2 separate regions of the Rattus norvegicus genome follow, and region 1 is linked to region 2. Evidence: chromatin contacts called from public Hi-C data. All regions are on one chromosome and are shown on one strand. The core of a region is the stretch at or near the end of the contact, and the rest is flanking DNA. Distances in the headings are between cores, read along the strand shown.

Evidence for each region. Hi-C and Micro-C count contacts between places; a contact is called where the count stands out from the background.
Region 1: a contact with region 2 is called in a Hi-C map of liver, with 2.2 times the contacts expected there. The contact joins the promoter of Cxadr here to the enhancer-like site in region 2. A contact is called at or near these places in 7 of 12 Hi-C or Micro-C datasets (the A7r5 cell line, the Rat2 cell line, hepatocytes and 3 more).

The regions. Positions count from the first base shown.
Region 1 is chr11:30,467,196-30,471,303 of GRCr8, forward strand. Cxadr (CXADR, Ig-like cell adhesion molecule) reads left to right here and starts at 2,583. Exons shown (of 7, transcript NM_001399207.1): 1 at 2,583-2,745. The coding sequence starts at 2,703.
Region 2 is chr11:30,429,765-30,433,701 of GRCr8, forward strand. No RefSeq gene overlaps it. Among named protein-coding and RNA genes, the nearest start is that of Cxadr, 38 kb to the right of the region's middle. Within about 2 kb of position 1,912, at least 7 of the 93 cell types and tissues checked have an H3K27ac peak or open chromatin away from gene starts, as enhancers often do. A contact at or near this core is called in hepatocytes and liver, where this site is marked.

The sequences.
Region 1 (4,108 bases), core at 1,333-3,832, 38 kb after region 2:
GTAGGGTCTAGTTGGTTGATATTGTTGCTCTTCCTATGGGGTTGCAAACCATTTCAGCTCCTTTTAGTCTTTTCTCTATCTCCTCCATTGGGGTCCCCTTGTTCATTCCAATGGTTAGCTGCAAACATCTTCGTCTGTATCAGTAGGGCTCTGGCAGAGCCTCTCAAACACCCTTATCTGACTCCTGTTAGCAAGCACTTCTTGGCATCAGCAATTGTGACTGGGTTGGGTGGCATTCCACCTCATAGCAGTCAGAATGGCTAAGATCAAAAACTCAGGTGACAGCAGATGCCGGTGAGGATGTGGAGAAATAGATGCTGGAGAGGATGTGGAGAACTCCTCCATTGTTGGTGGGAATGCAAGCTGGTGCAAGCACTCTGGAAATCAGTCTGATTATGTCTCAGGAAACTGGAGCATTAGGTTTTACATGGTTACCCACTCTAGCATTGCAATTTCCCTGAACCTTACAATCCCTTCATCAACACTAAGTCAACATGTATCGGGCATCTCCAATTCCCTTTTAGTAAGCCATCTTTTGACAATTGCTTCAGCCAACTATTCAGACTCGGGACACCCTTGTTAATTGTCCAAGCTTCCATATTAAACCCAGAATCCCCATTCAGTGGGCCCGTATCAATAAACAGCCTAATCCAGTTACATGTTCCTTCTACCATTGTCTCACCCCCTTAAAACCCACTCCCAGACTTCTGCTTGACTGAAGTGGCAAACCCTTTAAGCCTTTGAGCAGGGTAGCACACCTCCTCGTGGACTATACTTTTTCCCTCCCGAGTAGGAGCCTGCTTAGCCTTAAATCTGTTTATTTTTCTGTCTCAATTATTGTTCTGTTACTATGAATAGACACCATGGCAAAGGCAACTCTTACAAAATAAGGCATTTAATTGGAGACTTGTCTACAGTTTCGGTCCATAATCATAATGCAGGGAGCTTGCAGACAGGCAGGTATGATGCAGAAGTAGCTGAGAGCTATATCTTGATCTGTAAGGAGAGGGGGTAGGGTTGGGGTGGGGGGTGGCAAGAGAGAGACAGGGTCTTATGGGCTTTTTGAAACTTCAAAGCCTGCACCCAAGGATATACCTCTTCCAATAAGGCCACACCTACTGCAAAAGGATGCAGTCCCCAATACTTCTAATCCTTCCAAAGAGTGCCACTCCCTGATGGCTAAGCATTTAGATATATGAGCCTGTGGGGGCTATTCCTACGCAACCCTGCACACCTGCCTTGTCTCTTCTGGTTCAATAAGCCATTCCCAATATTCCATTACTAGCTGCTACTCGCTGAGCACTTCCTATGTGCTTTGCCGGGTGCTAAGCCTCTTTTAAAAAAAGTTTTATTTGAACACACTGTCTCTGTCTTCAGACTCACCAAAAGAGGGTACCGGATCCCATTACAAATGGTTGTGAGCCACCAGGGGGTTGCTGGGAATTGAACTCAGGACCTCTGAGTAGCCATTGGTCTTAACTGTTGAGCCATCTCTTCAGCCCTGCCAAGCATTTTTTCTTTTTTCTTTTTTTTTTCCGGAGCTGGGGACCGAACCCAGGGCCTTACACTTGCTAGGCAAGCGCTCTATCACTGAGCTAAATCCCCAACCCCCTGCCAAGCATTTTTAAATGCATGATTTCACTTCCACTTCTAAACAACTTGCCCACCCAGACCCCTAGTTCTTGGCCATTAAGCTGGTTTCTTCTGTTTTCTATCTCCTAATAAGGGGCTCTTGTGAATTTCAACATCTCTACAATTAAAAAAAAAAAATGACCTGGGAAGAGCAACCAAGAGCAGGCAGCAAGGACAAGTCTGAGGATAACAGCATGGGAGAGCTGCAGGGCGGGATTGAACAGTCTCTTCAAATCCCTAATTTCCAAGAGCCACTCCCGTTCATTTAGCCACCCCCAACCAGTCTCACTTTTAAAGTTCTCTTGTCCTTGTGGGCTAAATTCAGGGCCAGGAGATTCAAAATCGCAAGGAGAACAGCCCCAAGTATTTAAACCCGTAGCCTTATTTTATAGGTCTAGTGTATGCAGGGGCGGAAGAAGAGCCTCCCCTGAGCCTTCTACAGGAACCTAGCCTTTCAAAAAGAAGGCATGATATTCGTGGAGCCTTCTGATCGCACACTCGCACATGGAAAAACGGGTGCCGGGAGGTCCTCACCCCTGACCACAGGATACAGTGACGGCTGTGGGGGACCGGCTGGTGGTGTGTAGAAACCTAGCTCAGGGTCTAGGGAGAGGGAACAATTCTGGCCTGGAGCCGGGCTCCGGGGGAGGGTGTGACTGCGGTTTCGGCTTTGAGACTGGCTCGCTGGTTCCCAGTTCACAAAGCAGCGATTGAACCAGGGGAAGAAAGCTCGGGAGAGCTGGAGGTGGCTCTCGGAGCAAGCAGGTGTAGGGCGCAAGGATTGCTGGAGCTGGAAGGTTCCCTGGAGGGGGGTGGAGGCGTGGGGAGGGGAAGGGGGCTTGCGCTGAGCCAGTTTCCATGGCAACCCCAGGGCGCCAACACTGTGGGCTCCTTGGGGCTCCCGATTGCTGCCGGAAGTGACGCGTTCACCTGCCGAGCTGGGGCGGGGCGCAGAGGTGCCTTCGCTGCTGCCACCGCCGGGAGCCAGTCGGGAGTGTACCAGGCTCTGGAAAAAGCAGGGCTACCCGAGCTGAGAGCGTTTACCTGCAAGCTACGGCCCGGCAGCTCCCATGGCGCTCCTACTGTGCTTCGTGCTCCTGTGCGGTGTCGCGGGTGAGTTGCGGCACCTCTCTGTCGTCCCAATCCTTTGCGCTCCCAGCTCGCGGCCTCCCGGGAACAATGGGGCGTGGGGGGAGGGGGAGGCTCAATTTGGGGGCGCTGCTGTGGAGGTGGCGAGTGGGCACCCATGCACGGGGCGATCAGACCACGCGCGCCAGCCGGGAGAATGCATCTGTCCCCGGGAGCCGCGCAGGGGGTGTGAGGCGCCTGGGAGGCAGCGGAGCCAGGACCGGATCGTCCGGTGGCGGTGGCGGTGGCGGTGGCGGTGGCGGTGGCGGTGGCGGTGGCGGTGGCGGAGGCTCACCGAGCGGCGTGTGGGGCGCGCCTCCAGGGCAGCTTACCCTAGGGACCACTTCGCTTTATCTGACCTTGTCTGTTTCCCGCGTCTCCCTGGGTGTTGTGTGCCGCCAGCCTTCCCCGATTTCCAAGCTCCAGGCTGCGAGTTTTTACGTATCGGGTAGTCCAAGCGGGGAGGCTGAATTACAAACGCCATTATTTGAGAGAAGACTGAGACGTTCGGTGTCAATCGTCCTGGCTACCTCTAGGAAAGAAGCACTGAAGCTGCTGGGTTTTTAGTCTCAGAAAACAGGCTGGCTCGACCGAGCAGCCCCGAGACGAGGGATTAGGAACCGACTGTCTGAAATCCGTGCTGGGGAGGAGTTAACCGGGTTTGTAATAAGTTGATTTTTTTTTTTTTTTTGGATGACGATTGACGTTCAGGTGGTGAGGTGTGTTGTGTTAGAAATCGCCTAGTACATCCTTCAGCTGCAGAGCGTCTTTTTCGGGAAACAAGGCGTTTAAAAAATGCCTGGACTCCGAGACGCGTAAGCATTTTAACACTTAGAAATTAATCCTTTTTCTAAGTGTGTTTTAAGAAGTTGATCTCATTTCCTATACTAAGCATTTGGAGGAATTTTGAAACCAAATGAGTCATAAAAAAGATTTACACATTCAACTCTAGGAGGCACACGCACACACAGTGTAGCCTCCGAAGATGGTTGGTTAGGGTCCCGGGAGTTGGGAAGGTTGTTAGATCTGTAGGGATGGCCCTCTGCTTCCTGCTGAAATGTTAATTCCATTGTTGGATGCCACAGCTGTGAACATTACTCATGGGATCAACATTCTATTAACAAGTCTGTCTAATCTGTGGATCTGAGGCTACCACACCACCTCCACCTTTTTTTTTTTTTTTTGATACAGATCTTTTAGGCTTGGCTGAAATTTTGAAAGTAAATCTTCTGGAAAACAGAAAGGGTCGTTGAACCAGTCTACTTGGTGAATCCCACCTTTGGTAAAACAAACCAAAGTTGAATAGTGTAAAGCAGAAAGAGGAGGAATGAACGGTGTAGGAGACAGA
Region 2 (3,937 bases), core at 662-3,161:
GACAGCCCCTGTGCCTGGGATTAGGAGAGCAGAGGGGACCATGCGACAGAGGACGACACTCATATTTAGAAGTGATTTTCTTTTCAAAAAAAAAAAAAAAACTTACTTTTAATCAACACAGACTAATCGTGCATGTTCACGAAGTACCATGTGACATTCACTTCAATACATTTACACTATTTAGAGCAAGGTAAATTTGCATATCATCACTCATCACTCAATTATTTCTTTGTGTTCCCGGTACTCTAATGGTTCTAAACCTATGGGTTGGGACCACTAGAAAACACACATTTGCAATGGTCTTAGACACTGGGACACCTCTCAGCGCAAAATTTACAGTTACAAAATGGCAATGATACCAAATGTACCGTTAGGACCTCCCAAGACCATCGGAAATTGGCGTTTTCTGATGGTTGCAGCCCGTGGGTCAGGAACTGCTGTGACCTACTCAGTATTTTGAAATATATCAATTGTTGTCAACCAGAAAGAATAGTCCAACTTGATTATTTATCCTAGACGTGTCAGTGGAACCCCCACAAGGCAGCACAGCAGGCAAATGATTCTATCTGTAATAGAGCTGCCCTCTCCTGCCTGGCTTTCCTGGGACACACATTCTAAGTCCTTGGCTTGGCTCAGACTGTGCTATCTTGTTTCTTCCTAGGCCATAATTTTCACACTAATATTACAATAAGTTTCAGATTCAAAACTAGCTTTTGTCAAACTCTTCTGCCTTGGCTATATTTGGTATACCTTTTAATTGATTGATTGATTCATTCATTCATTCATTCCCCTATCCACTTGAATAAATACCTTTATTTCTAATTTGTTTGTTTACTATTTATTTAATTATCTGAAAAGCTCTGGTGTTTTTCACACTGTAGGCAAGTGCTCTACCACTGAGCTGCACTCCTCAGCTGAGTAAATGCCTTCTCTGGTAGACAAGGCCATGGTGCTCCCTAGTTGATGAGAACACCACCCTCAGTACGGTTTTCAAAACAGGACTGTGGTTCATGTGTCATTTCTCTGTACCTATTACTCATTCCATGATGAGGAGTCTGGGCTCACGTTTTCCTTGGCCTCCATCTAGGAACATTCTAGAGGAGGTGTCCAGAGACTTCCTCCTCCTGAAGGAGGCATAGGGATAGAGTAGGTAGAGAGTCAAAACCAACCATGACCTAAGCAATAAAAAAATGCCTTTGCGTAAAGTTTCTGTCTTGTAAAACTTGATATCTCTTATCTACCAACGTGCCAAAGTCCAGCTCTGCACACGACACAGCCGAAGCTGACAGAATAAACTTTGCGACACTCAAAAGTCAAGCTTGATCACTATGACTGTTCCTTCCGTTTTGTCAATGAAGCAATGATAATAGAAAGTTGGTTTTCTTTAATACAATGAAAGCAGGAGAGCTAGAAAAATCTCCTCATGAGTGTCTGTCTATATATTACCATTCCTAAAAAGTTGTTCTCTCCTTGTAATAAAATGCTTTTTCCTAGTAAGTGACCTGCTGTAAACTTTCACCCTGTCAAACATTTCTAGCAGGTGACCGATTTACTTCTGTTGGATCAGAAACATGCTACAGTTTGAGTAAGATGTTCTTCGAGTAGAGGAATGTACTTCCGTGTGCCTTGTAGCAGCTAGTAAGCAGGTTTTTATGTTGTAGCCACTTGTAATGTGCATTGTAAGTTTGTGGGAGGAAATGACATCCATGATTCTCAATATTGTACCCTTAGAAATCACCATTTTAAGTGGAGTCATGTTTAATTACAGCTTTTTGTTTTTTGTTTTTAAACAGGTTCCTGCATGCTCTGTTTTCTGCAAGACACAGTCTAACACCTATTATATGAGGGCTGAAAAAGTCCCAGGAATGAAACTTGCTGCTCCTTTCCTTGCTTTCCTTCTTGGCCTCTGTTCCTGTCAGAGGAGTTTCACTTCTCTAGGTCATCCTCTCTGACCTTCTAAGCTTGTCTTCTATTCCACTTCCTATTACTTCTCTCAAACTTGGCCACCAGCCGGGTCCTTCCTTTTTCTTCTCTAGCAATGAAATTTATACACTCAGCATGTATGTATGTATGTATGTATGTATGTATGTATGTATGTATGATGTATGTATGCATGCATGTATGTATGTTGTACACATATTTATACATATTTTTTCAGTCAGGTGTTGGTAGCATGTGCTTGTAATCGTAACACTGGTGAAACAAAGGGGAATCTCTGGGCATAAGGGCCAGCCAGCCTAACTAACCTAGCAAGTAAGGTTCAAGTCAGTGAGAAACCCTGTTTCACAAAGAGAGGGATGTTACCTGACAAACGACAAAAGGTTGATCTCTGTTCCACACATAGCACATATCTCCTCCTGTACACACACACTCACACACACTCACTCACTCACACTCTCACACTCACACTCACACTCACACTCACACTCTCACACTCTCACACTCTCACACTCTCACACTCTCACACTCTCACACTCACACACTCACACTCACACACTCACACTCACACACTCACACTCACACACTCACTCACTCACACTCACACACTCACTCACTCTCACTCTCACTCACTCACTCTCACTCTCACTCACTCACTCTCACTCTCACTCACTCTCACTCTCACTCACTCTCACTCACTCACTCTCACTCACTCACTCTCACTCACTCACTCTCACTCACTCACTCTCACTCACTCACTCTCACTCACTCACACTCACTCACTCTCACTCACTCTCACTCACTCTCACTCACTCTCACTCACTCTCACTCACTCTCACTCACTCACTCTCACTCACTCTCACTCACTCTCACTCACTCTCACTCACTCTCACTCACTCACTCTCACTCACTCACTCTCACTCACTCACTCTCACTCACTCACTCTCACTCACTCACTCACTCTCACTCACTCACTCTCACTCACTCACTCTCACACACACTCACACACACACTCACACACACACTCACACACACTCACACACACTCACACACACACACACACTCACACACACACTCACACACACACTCACACACACACTCACACACACACTCACACACACACTCACACACACACTCACACACCACCACCAAAAACAAAAACAAACAAAAAAACCAAAAAAGCAGTTATTAAAAATTTTCATTATTTAGTGTTCTATCTGTTAAATGCTTTTCAGCTCCTTCAAAGCAAGGATCACTTGTGCCCCCAAAGAGTTTATAGTAACTCTTCAATGTAATGGGCCAGAGTGTTAAGAAGCTGAAATTTTATTTAAAATCCATTATTGTAAAAATTGCAGGGGTTGGGGATTTAGCTCAGTGGTAGAGCGCTTGCCTAGCAAGCACAAAGCCCTGCGTTTGGTCCCCAGCTCCGAAAAAAAGAGAAAAGAAAAAAAATTGCACTACTATAAAGTTGCTGAGGAAAAGTCCATTGCTTTGTTATTACATTTTCCTAAAGCTGGAGAAAAATTAATTTTAATATAATTAGGAGCAAAATTACTTCAAAATAAAGACTAAAATTTTAAATTGGGTAAAACAGAAAAGTCACCACACTGTCCTACCTATTTCTATTTTTTGTAATTAAATAAGCGAAGTGTAGAATCTTGGGGGGGAAATGAAGCAAAAACTCGAAGGAACTAATTGTAGTATCAACAACGATACCTTTGAGTGAGCTAGTCGATCATGACAAATAGTGATGAGCAGCCAGGTCCCCATCTGAGATTTGATCATTTATTCCCACAATGGTTGGCCATGGAAGGCTATGGCTCTCCAGGATTTGCCTTAAACAGAAGGAGCTTCCTTGGGAAGAGCCCCTATTCGAAGACTGTTTAATGAATGAATAGTAAAATACAGTATAATCCATTTGCCCCAAAATTGGGTAGTTCCGAAAGGGTAGCTATCTTAGTTAGGGTTTGACTGCTGTGAACAGACACCATGACCAAGG